Linked DNA regions of Zea mays: region 2 is linked to region 1. The links are chromatin contacts, called in public Hi-C maps. All regions are on one chromosome and are shown on one strand. The core of a region is the stretch at or near the end of the contact, and the rest is flanking DNA. Distances in the headings are between cores, read along the strand shown.

Region 1 (6,120 bases), core at 1,752-4,251:
CGACGATCCGAAGCATCTCCATCACCGTCTCCGACGACGACGGTGCTGCGGCGGCACCGTCACGGCGGCCGCGCGCTGGAAGACGGAAGGCGGTGGCGCGTAGCTTGGGGCAGCGGGCGGTGCGGCTGGTGGCGCGGTGGTGGCCCGTTCTCCTGCTCCTCCCGGCCGTCGCGCTCCTCCTCTTCGAGGCGTCGCGGCTCCGCGCCTCATCCCCGGGCCCCTCCCCACCGGTCTCCAGCCTCGGACGGCTCGACCCGACCACACGTCTCGTCCATGGCGTGCGCGAGCGTGAGTTCCCCCGCCTACTCTAGTTCGATCTAGCGCATAAACTGTTCCTACTGCCCCGTGCCCCTGCCGATTGTAGAGGAGGTTTTGTACCTAATCGACTAAATTTAACAAGGAATTGGTTGTGTGGCTTGTCGGTAACGCGAGTGCTGCATTGCACGGCGATATGCCGTACTTTTGTCGGTGCTGATTTCTGTTTTTGCACAGCTAATTAGATATCCATGGGCGATCGATCTGAACATTTTAGACCATGCACGCTGATAAACCAGTGATACATCAGGCAGAATAGGAGTGTGAAAATGCTTTTCTGCCCGTTTCTAATTTATTAGCCAGAGATCTTCTTTCGTGTGATGTTTCTGACAGATCACAGATCAGTAAGCTTTTCCTGGCTTGATACTAGAGTCTTTAGCCTCTTTATTAGTTTGACTTCACTTACAACTGAATGTTAAGAGTGCCATGATTAGTTTTTGTGTCGTTGATATTGACAGCTTGCTTGAAGCTCCTTAGCCCCAAAAGTTTGGCAAATGTGGTGTTCCCGGAGGGTACAAGACTCGATTCTGTGGTGAGCAGAATCACGTACAAAACTGATGACGATGACTATGACACATACCACTCCGAAGCAAACTCTACATATTTACTGCAACATGCGGAAGCAACAAGGTTCGACCTGTTTACAGGATTTCAGACACTTGCTGAAAGAGAAGATAGCTTCAAGGTCGTAAGGCTTACTTATGCGTACTGTTTTGATGTCACAAAGTTGCGCCTCCCTGACATGTTTAATGTGTTTCCATACTTCTGCAGGTGAATGAGACTGTTAGTGTGCACTGTGGTTTCTACAGCGACAATGGTGGCTTCAAAATTTCTGAGGAGGACAGGAGATACATGAGAGCCTGTAAAGTTGTTGTGTCTACCTGTGCATTTGGTGGTGGGGATGATCTATATCAACCTATTGGAATGGCCAATTCTTCTATTGGCAGGGTATTGCATTCTCCATTATTTTCAGAATTGAATGTCAGAGTAAGCCATCATTTGATGATTATACAAGTTCGCATGGTCTTATGTTAAAGCAGGTTTGCTATGTTGCTTTCTGGGATGAAGTGACACTAGCAGCTCAGGAAGCTGAAGGAAAGGTAATTGGTGATGATAGCATGATAGGAAGGTGGCGGATCATTGTTGTCAGGAGCCTCCCTTTTGTAGATCAACGATTAAATGGGAAGATACCAAAGGTAGAAATCTTAAGATGTCATAATCTATCCTCTGTACCAATTTGTCATGATAGAAATTCTCATTCTCACTTTCCTAAGCCTGATATTTTATTTTTAGGATTGGGAAACAAAGTGTGTTCAGATACTAAATCACTTAACATGATTTTTGCAGATGTTGACTCATCGCCTTTTCACAGAGGCAAGGTACTCTATATGGGTTGACTCTAAATACCAATTACGAAGAGATCCTATAGGAATGCTTGAAGCTCTTCTTTGGAGGACAAACTCTACATTTGCTATCTCTGAACATGGAGCACGGAGTAACATATATGATGAGGGGAAAGCTATTGTTCAAAAGCACAAGGCTACCCCTGAAGAGGTAGAGGTACAATTGACTCGGTATCGTCAAGATGGAATGCCGGACACAAAAAGATTGCACGGACTGAAAGGTCAGTCTGTTAATCTTTCTCAAACAATTGTTCTTTTGCTCCTGTGGAATATCTCTGTATATGTTTTCCGAACTGTTATAATGAATTTACCCGTTTGATTTTTCAGCTCTAGCCGAAGCCTCTGTTATTGTGAGGGAACTCACCCCTGCAACGAACCATTTCATGTGTGCTTGGTTTAATGAAGTGGTTCGCTTCACATCTCGTGATCAGCTCAGTTTTCCATACGTTTTGTGGCGGCTAAACATGCATGGATTGAGCATGTTTCCTGTATGCACTCGCAGGGATCTTGTGAATAGTTTGGGTCACACAAGGAAAGTAAAACCTCTTACACAGACAAATTCAGGGTCTTCTACTACTTCGTAACCTTCCTCCCAGTTCATTTGCTGGTAGCCAACTAACCATTGATTTACATATGGTTCTAATCGTCGATACTCGACATCTCTGGTTCACAATTTTGTTGTTGTATATTATCATCTTTGCGTTCTTCCTGCGAGGGAATCCTGGATCTGAACCAGAAACACGTTAAGCTGTTGCTTCACTGCAACGCAATCACACGATGTTGCCACTATATATGTAAAAGATATGCTTTCTTTGGTTAGAAGAGAATGAACACTTTTCTGCCTCCTTTCCGTTTCCTGATGGAACATGTGAAAATGGTGTCCGTTATCAATTAATTCGGCTTCTGCTGCTGATGGTTGTCGCGGAAACTAGCAGCAATGGAAGTTCTGTTCCCGTCATTTTATTTGGACTCGAGAATTTCTCTGATTACCGATGTTTCTAATTGGTACTTGAACAGCGGAATCGTTTGAAAAAAATATGGTCCTGTCTGAAGCTATATTTTGTTAATGCAGCTCCCTTTGCCCAATAGTAATACATTGAATTTCTTTTTTTTAGATGGAATTATGGAACCGCCATTATTCTGAGTTTGGGAAGAGTTTCAAAGGAAGCGTTTAAATCTCAGATGAGCTGATAAGGTGTCGTAATGGGCCAAATCTGCATTTCGTTCTGAGCCCATGAAGCCCATATGTTCTTGTTAACCTTTCCCTGTTCTTTGTCTCCTATCCCCTTATCCGCTTGACGCTCCCCACTGCGCCTAAAAATGGCCGCGTCCCACTGAACCAACCGTCTGCACATCCTCCTCCTGTTGCCGCTCGCTCGCCGTGCCGCAATGGCTACGGCCGTCGCCTCCCATACGTTGCTCTCCTCCGCCTTCGCCCCGCGCCACTACCACCGCCGCCTGACCCGGACCGCGTCCGTGGGGCCGCGCCGGGCCGCCCCGGTGGGACTGGCCGTGCGGTGCGAGAAGAGCGACAAGCAGAAGAGGCAGCCGCTCGCCGCGCTCGTGCCCCGCGAGCAGCGCTTCATGTTCGAGGGAGACGAGCTCTGCGGCCCCGTACGACGCTCTCTCTTCCTCTCTTGAAACAATGTGCACATTTTCACAGCTCGTTTTGCAGGATTGTAACCCTGGACTGACAGTGTCCATCCTATTTTGTTCATGTTTCACCGTGGCCATCTTAATCCACCTCAGAGGCTTCGACTATCCTTTTATGTGCATGATGAAGGGCAATCAAGTTACAATAGAACTGCGTACATTATATATGTTATCTGCCATGTGCCATCATATCCAAAATTACCCATGGGCTGTTTGTGGTGAGAGAGAATTCATTAAAAATGAGCTTAATTGGACATGCAAGTCAAAGTGAACTGATGGTTGCCAACCAGCCTGTTCATAATTGTGACTTGTTTAGGATCAGTTACTAATACTATGGGTACAAAGTGAATGGTTTGTTTGTACTATGCCTTGTTCTTTCTTCTAATGAATTACTCCACAAGTAATTGTGTCTACTGAAATCTGATTCAGTGATTTAATTTGCAGGACATATGGAATACAACCTGGTATCCTAAGGCTGCAGATCATGTAACTACCGAGAAGACATGGTATGTTGTTGATGCAACAGACAAGATCCTAGGCAGGCTAGCATCCACCATTGCAGTACATATCAGGGGAAAGAATGAACCCACTTACACTCCTAGTGTAGACATGGGAGCTTTTGTTATTGTGGTAAGCGTTCTCTCAATACCTATAGTGTTTGGAATCCCTACAGTTAACAGGTAGCCAGCTAACAAATTGTTAGCTGGGTTGAGCCAGCTAATGAACTAATTGTTAACTGTGAGTTAGCTAACAATTAGTTGTGGGTGTTTGGAACCTGTATAGCTAATTTTAGCAGCTAACTATTAGCTGTAGAGGTTCCAAACAGGGCCTTAGTATACATGCTTTACTTCCCTCAGATTATTTGGTACTGAGGTGAGTAACCTTCCTCAAATAATCTTCAACTGTAGTTGTGTTTAATGTTTATGTTAGCATAGTCCTTTTGTGACTGGTGCATCTCTAAAGGCTCATTACCACGTATTCCCTCAGTTCCAAGTTATAAGACTTTTTGGATTTTTTTTGGATCCATTACTTTTGCTACGCACTTAGACATAATTCATGTCCAGATATTTAGTAACAACTATGTATCTAGAATTACCAAAACATCTTATAATTTGGAACAGATGGAGTAGATGATATGCATTATTGTGTTACACTACAATGCTGAGAGTCATTAACAACCTTTTCTATTCACATAGGTCAATGCAGATAAGGTTGCTGTTTCTGGTAAAAAGCGGTCACAAAAGCTTTATAGGAGGCACTCCGGAAGGCCTGGAGGGATGAAAGAAGAAACTTTTGACCAACTTCAGAAAAGAATTCCAGAGAGAATCATTGAACATGCGGTTCGTGGCATGCTCCCCAAGGGAAGGGTAAGAAAAAACATCTACTAGCTGATTGCCTCAGGTCTACATGTTCTCTTTCTCGTTTTAGTGCGCATGTTATAATGTATGCCAAATATGAAAATGACAACCAAATTTCCTGGTGACCTTTATTTTAAGGTCCCAAAAATTACAATTTGGTATTAGTTAGCAGATGTGAATTTTTTCTTTTGAGATTGAGAACTACTATAGTTAATGGTGAGGCCTTGTTCGGTTATTTCAATTCCATGTGGATTGGTGTGTTGGGATGGATTGGGATGGATTTTGACTTGCTATGGATTTAAACCGACTCAATACCACTCAATCCACATGGATTAACGGCGAAACGAACAAGCCCTGAAGTGTATTGCAGTCAGAACATTGCTCATGCATCAGCATGTACCTCCCAGTGAAAGCGTGACATTCAGAATAAATCACAGTACTAAATTCAAGGGAATGTTGTTATTGAACAAAATTAACAAGTCCAGATTGAATTAGTTAATTATCTTGCCGATCTTTTTTTTTCTAAGTTCGCAAAGGTGTGTTGCATGAACTCCATAAAAATTGCCTATTAACCTTTTTCTTGCAAATTGCTTCTTAGTTCAATTGTTTGGTAGTATGGATGCGTTTACTGAAACTCACATTATGGCAGGCAAATATCTTGTTATCTGAAGCATCCCCCCTAACCATTCCATTTTTCTTGTTGATGGCAAATTTGATTTAACTTAGTTTTGTTATGTGCTATATACTTGTTATATTTACATTTATATGCTCACCTTTTTTGCCAATTTGCAGCTGGGAAGAAGATTATTTACCCACCTCAAGGTATACAAAGGGACAGAACATCCGCACGAGGCTCAAAAACCTGTCCCACTCCCGATCAGGGATAAAAGAATACAAAAAACTGGATAGAGAATTCATCGACTGAAAAGGATGCAGTGGCGAATTCCTCCCCAGAAGGTTTTGCCCTTTGTTTGGAATGCTATCCTCATAACCATGCCTCTGATCGGGGAGGGGGGGGGGGGGAGTATAAATCCTCTTTGTAATTTTGATGTTTACCAATGCATGAAATTCAGTCAAATTTCTGTCAATGAGTAGTCATGTAATATGGTACGGTTTAAATCAACCTAAAATCTTTATTTTCCAGTTGAAGTTTGTAATTTTGACCTCGTATGGTATGAAGTGGCAGATTGTTTCAATGTTCGGCCTGCCATCTGGATATACGAAATTGATCGACAGTTTTCATAACCAATTTTCTTGGGTGGCGAGGTGTGATATTTTCTTCTGAGTTTGTAGAATAGACATGTGCTTCCTCATGTGACCTATATCTTTTGGTAAAATTGTTGTGGATGTAACTGAATGCTGGAATGCGTGGGAATAAACATGGAAACATA
Region 2 (6,120 bases), core at 1,450-3,949, 170 kb after region 1:
TTGTTACAGAGAAACGACTACAGGAGCTAGAAGATAAGCTGATCTTTTTGGGGGATCGGCGGAAGAATCTGATGGCATATGTCAGAGATATCGTACAAGGACCAGGATTGTGTGTAGCTTTATGCCGCGTATCACCGAAAGAAAAGGAGACTACCAAAGTACCAATACCGATTTCTCTCCACCAAGATTCAAACACCGAGGGGAACCACATATCATCATTGTGTACAACGACATGAAGTATGCTACAAAATGATTAATCTATTTATCAAACAACATGTCTAACTTACTTAAAGTATGTCATTGACTTTTCACCTGAGGATCTTCTATAGATATCCAATATCAATATATCCAACCATAACCAAATTATGATTACTCTTAGGCTCTCTTTGTTTCGTTGAAATTGAATTCTATTCTAATAATTATAATTTAGATAAAACTAATTGAGTTAATATATTTATTTATGTAATGTATTTGTATGTTATCCTAAATCATGTTAGATAGATAGTTATACACTATATTTATATTATAGAGAAACAAGTAAAAGAGTGTGATATAAATTGTACATTAGAAAAGTAACATGTAAATCTATAGAATTAATTTCCATCTCTCACCCCATGAGTTTGAGATAGGCTTATATATACACTTTGGAAAGTTGTGGAATGTCACATTCTAAAAAATAGACTAGTGCATTAGTTAAATTCCAATTCCTCAAAATGAGGGAAACAAACGGGCCCTTAGAGAACATAACTCAATCTCATGTGTTGTTAGCTAGCAAATCATTTGCAAAGCAATATTTGGTCGGATGCTCTTGCAAGATCAATAGCACATCTCATGATTTGAGAGAATCAAATAACCATGATTCGATTATATTGAATTTCTTCAATATCTGTTAGTTTCCGTATTTAACAATTTAGAGACTAAAACAAAAATAAAATAAACTAAAAATTAGTCCTACAAACCAAACACTCTCTAAATTTGTGGCCACCGTGAACTATGACGTTGCGATGTCTTCACCATAACCACGCCATCCCACGACCTGAAGACGTGCTGTGATCGCCACCACTTCTAACGCTAAGAAGCAACGAGAGAAGGAAAAACTGAGAAAAAAATAGGAGCTGTGCAGGGACAGAGCATGCTTGTGGCTATACATTGAAGTGCTCAATCGGGCTAAATTGAGCTTCAAAGAATATGCACACGTGATGCATAGCACCATGTTTATACATCGGCTGGTATAAAGACCTGGGCCGGTCCATGGCTTTTAGACATGTTTGGAAGAAGTGGATTAAAAAGGTTAAAATCTCTTTCTATTTAATTTTGAATAATAAGAGATTTTAGTCCCCTTAAACCCTTCGCTCCAACACACCATTAGTGCCACCACACATGGTGCTGGTGCAAAATACGCTCCCGAACACGCCTTAGTGCCACCACGCATGGTACTGTGCAAAATAATCATCAGAAGTACCCGTATATGTATATGGATAGCTGCTATACCTATGCCTGTCCATGGTTTCAGCCTACTCTATGGTTGTCCGTGCTACCCGGAGAACACGACCATTCCACATAAAACCTTTGCCACTACTACAAGCAAAGCGGCCACATAATCGCAAGCATGCAGTGCTGATTGGCAATGGTAATCAACATACTAAGGGCATGTACAACTCTGAAACATCAGTTCACTTTTTTAAGTATAAAATACGATTAAAAGACTGTATGATACAATCCTGAGACACTAGATCAGAAATACAGATAAATTCGTGAAGAGACGGGTTCTTCACGAAGAGTCCGTCTTTTGTATTTTTTCGCTTAGAACCTTAGACTCCTAAAAAGACCTCATATTAAATAAGGTTGTACATGCCCTAACCTCAGACAAGTAGACCTGAAAACGCGCTATCGTGCACCTAAAGGCTAGTTTAGAAACTTAAATCTGCTCCAGTATTCCCGGGGATTGAGTGAAAAAATAGCTCATTTTCTCTCAATCCCCAATAATCTTAAAAGGGATTTAAGTTTCCAAACTATTTAGGCAATTCTCAACATACTAACCCTGGATAATTCTATACTACTCTATTAAGATAGTAGCGTCAGCGTCCACACCCTGTTGCCCCCGCCTGACCCCGCGTCCTCCCACGCGCGCGCCAGTGGGCATCCTCGAAGACAACGAGTGGCCGCGGGAAAGACCTGCGGCCTCTGCTACCTTTCCCTCTTCCCCTCGCTTGGCACAGATTCCTAGCGCTGCCAAAAGCAAACAACAGCCTCCTCTCCCCTCCCGCCATTACTCACCGGCTTACATACCACGCCTCTCGGCTCTCTCTCTCCCTCGACCACAGTGGCGGACCTAGGTTTTTTATATAGGGTGTGCCACAACAAAATTTTCATATACAATTACAAAATATATATAAATTTATAGTAATAATCTTTTCCATCGTCTAGCATCCCAACCGATCGCTCGAACAGGAATTTTTCAACATAAACTCTAACCTACAATTTTAATAGAAGCCAATGGGTGAATTTGCTTACTGAATATCAATCCATGTGCTCTAAATCGTGATTGCTTGGTAAGAACAACATATATTTCTCCAAGGACTCCAAAAGAATCAACACAGCGACCACGAGCCCTCTTGCAAAGCCAATTCATGTAACCTAAATATGTTGTCAAAAGTTGAGCGACATCAACCATAAACACCCATGTATCTCTATCCATTTGCTTCTCACCTATGTGCAGCACCTTATCAATTGTAAATAAAGGGGAAAAATGTACGATCACATATTTATATACTTATTAACCGGAGAAATAATTTAACGAGCACAACAACAATTCGACTAGGCTGCACACATCACCTAGAAGGACCCACGTGAGGCTCAGCCTCGTAGGTGAATCCTGGCTGGGCACTAGCCACTAGGCATGGGCGTGTCACGCGTGTGGCGGTTAGGCTCTGGACGCGAGCGCGCGAGCGCGCGGCACGACGGTGGTCGGTGGCTAACCAACGTGGGCACCCGATGAGACGATAGATGGACGCGGGCGCGCGACGTCCTGGTGGCGATGGCTGGGCGAGGGCGTGAGGCGTTCTAGCGGCGCTGAGGCTGGGCATGGCGTTCTGGCGACCGGCGGCTAGGTCTGCTCGTGCTCAGGCGTCAGAACTGTGAAGGCTAGGCTTAGGGTGTGCCACGGCCCACCTGGACCCCCTGTGGGTCCGCCCCTGCTCGACCAGAGGCGGAGAGCACTATAGTCACGAGCTCCACAGTCCAAGCTCGCACTCGCAAGTGCTAGCATCTCTCGGTAATGGCGAAGTCGCGTGGCTTCGTGATGGCGGCTGTGATGGTGGTGGCGGTGGTGGTGGCCGTGGTATCGGTGGCGCCGCGCGGCGCGGAGGCGAAGACGACGATCGAGCCGTGCTCGGGGTCCGACTCCTGCCCGGCGCTGCTGGGTTACACGCTCTACGCCGACATGAAGGTGTCCGAGGTGGCCGCGCTCTTCGCCGTCGACCCGGCGGCGTTGCTGGCCGCCAACGCGCTCGACTTCGGCGCCCCAGGGGCGGCGCACCGCATCCTGCCCATGGGCCTCTTCGTGCGCGTGCCCACCCGCTGCTCCTGCGCCGACGGCGTCCGCAAGTCCGTCTCCGTCCGCTACGCCGCGCGCCCGGCCGACACGCTCGCCACCGTCTCCGACGTCGTCTTTGCGGGGCTCGCCTCCTCCGACCAGATCCGCAACGAGAACGGCCTCACCTCCGCCGACCCCGACGCGCCGCTGGACGCCGGCCAGAAGCTCGCCATTCCGCTGCCATGCGTCTGCTTCAACTCATCCGACAACAACCTCCCCGCGGTGTACCTCTCCTACGTCGTGCAGGTCGGGGACACCGTGCCCGCCATCGCTGCAAGCTACGAGACCACCGTCACGGATGTCATGAATGTCAATGCCATGGGGAGTCCCGTCGCCGCGCCAGGCGACATTCTCGCCATCCCATTGCCAGGTAGGAGTACATGATATGCCCAGACGGATTCATGTATGGTGAAATAGGCAACTCCATCGTCTTATATAATGGCATTTTCAGCAGACGTATATAATGGCATTTTCAGCTTTCGCGAGAATTATAATGGCACTGATATAGTTTCACGAATAGTTATGGTGTGCAGCGTGCTTCAAAAACAACAAAACTATAATGGCGTGTACTAACCCATATTTCAGCTATACTATAGTTTACTAGGCGCCAACAGTATGCACTCGATGTTGGAAGCGCATGCAGTGGTTCAAAAACGAGCATGCTAATGTGGGTCTCAAGTTACTAATTGTTGATTTGAGGCATGAATAGTGTGTTAGATGCTTGCCTCACTATCTTTAATGGAGTCATGTACTTGTAGCCCATATTTATCTATTATGTCGATTATTTTGCTGTAGATGAAAACCTGTTCAAGAGTCCATCTCAGATGGTTGTAATTAAAAGCAATCCAAAAAAGTAGGTCGTAATTAGACATTGTCCTTGAACATTGCAAATAGCTAAGGTTAAAAAATCCACATTTCATATCTATACTACTCTATTAAGATAGTAGCGTCAGCGTCCACACCCGTCCACACCCTGGTTGCCCCCGCCTGACCCCGCACCCTCCCACGCGCGCGCATGAAAGCAGCTCGCTAGCCCCCGTCGTGCCCCTCCCCCACGACCGAGGCACCGTCCCCCGCCGCCCCCGCCCCGGATCTCGCCCCCGCCGCGGATCCCGCGCTGGCTCTATGCGGGAGTGCTGCCGAGCTCTGTGCAGGAGTGCTGCGGCGCCTTCCTCCGGCTGTACGCCACCGAAGCGCCCACCGCCGCAGCCCACACGCCTCCTGGGCGTGCGCGCGCACATAGACAGGCAGACAGCTAGCGGTTTCAGTTTCAGCAGAAGATCATCGTCTTCAAGAACGGAAACGGAACACTAAGCAGCAGTGGTGGATCCGCAACAAAGGCTGAGACTGACTCACCGATGGCTGCGAGCTCGTGGTCCTTCACCCAGGACTGCACCGACGAGCTTATCCGCTCCACCGTTGACTCCATCGACTCGGACGGAGGATCTCGGTTCCCTCCCTGCCTGTCTCTGATGCGGGGGGATCTGGGATGCGACTCCTGCTTTTGTTGGACGATTGAAGTTCTTGGAAGGGGCGGGGAAGGGTGGGATTGGATTGGATTGAATTGAACTGATGAGTCTGAGTGCAAGGCCCTGTCTCGACTAACTTATAGCTGAACGGGCGAGTGGAACCAGTGGCTGCCCTGCCCACTGGAAGCCTGGGAACGGGGAGGGAGGGGAACCAAATGGGAGGCCCCCGCCTTCTGTTTCTGTCTGTTTTGTCTTCGTTCCTGGTGGCTCGGCTTCTGGTTTTCCAGGCCGCTTGTGGCTTCAGGCAGGGCAGGCTGCTCTGCCAGTTTCAGCTCAACGGATATTTCGTCTTCATTATTAAAAGAAAACGAAAACTCAACTAACATTCCTGCCAGCTAGCGACTCTTTTTTTTTCTTCCCCACTCTGACACGACTTATTACCAACATATAATACAATAGCATTATAGATATCATTATATTTGACCGATATCTTCCCGGCCAGGAGGGGACCAAGATAAACTTGGTGAGTGAGCGAGCGAAACAGATTTCCTGCTGATTCTTGATTTCTTGGAGGCCGGGGATTCTTCAAATCTCCAAAGATTGGGATGCGTCGTGCTTTCACGGTAAGCATCTCGTTTGGGGTATCTGCATCCGGGCTGCTCTAGCACATATGATACCTCGCCTTGAAATAAAGGTTTATTTATCTGAAACTTCTCTCCCTTCAGTTACTTCGTTATATTGATTCGAATTAGCCACCGGAAGGCAGTTTTTTTGGTATTATATATATATTTAAAAAAACCGTTTGAATCTTTGGTGGGACTATTACCGCATTTGGATCATGTGGTAATCTATAGCGCCGATCGATGCAAGTGCCATCGAATCTGCACATATGCTTAGTACTTCACATTTCTTCAGCTACTAATCATAGGAATCATGTAAGATACTGGGTTGTGATGGTTCAATGCTGCTTGATGGCACCCCACCCTTCACAGGGGAGAAGAATGCTCCATCCAAACTATTCCTTGCGCAGGGTTTGATGTGACCAACAGCGTCAAT

The links. Hi-C and Micro-C count contacts between places; a contact is called where the count stands out from the background.
Region 2: a contact with region 1 is called in a Hi-C map of tassel, with 5 times the contacts expected there. The contact joins the promoter of LOC100283972 here to the promoter of LOC100192010 in region 1. A contact is called at or near these places in 10 of 25 Hi-C or Micro-C datasets (bundle sheath, ear, endosperm and 4 more).

Annotation. Positions count from the first base shown.
Region 1 is chr3:202,895,928-202,902,047 of Zm-B73-REFERENCE-NAM-5.0, forward strand. It overlaps LOC100192010 (50S ribosomal protein L13, chloroplastic-like), which reads left to right and starts at 3,002. Exons shown (of 4, transcript NM_001137434.3): 1 at 3,002-3,332; 2 at 3,816-4,001; 3 at 4,568-4,738; 4 at 5,522-5,925. The coding sequence starts at 3,108. The coding sequence ends at 5,638. LOC100285659 reads left to right here. Exons shown (of 6, transcript NM_001158550.2): 1 at 1-288; 2 at 774-1,000; 3 at 1,087-1,263; 4 at 1,356-1,511; 5 at 1,663-1,939; 6 at 2,046-2,687. The coding sequence ends at 2,302.
Region 2 is chr3:203,061,241-203,067,360 of Zm-B73-REFERENCE-NAM-5.0, forward strand. It overlaps LOC100283972, which reads left to right and starts at 2,700. Exons shown (of 1, transcript XM_034059761.2): 1 at 2,700-4,114. The coding sequence starts at 3,278. The coding sequence ends at 3,979. LOC118476738 reads right to left here and starts at 5,400. Exons shown (of 2, transcript XM_035966411.1): 1 at 4,952-5,400; 2 at 4,430-4,850. The coding sequence starts at 5,024. The coding sequence ends at 4,531.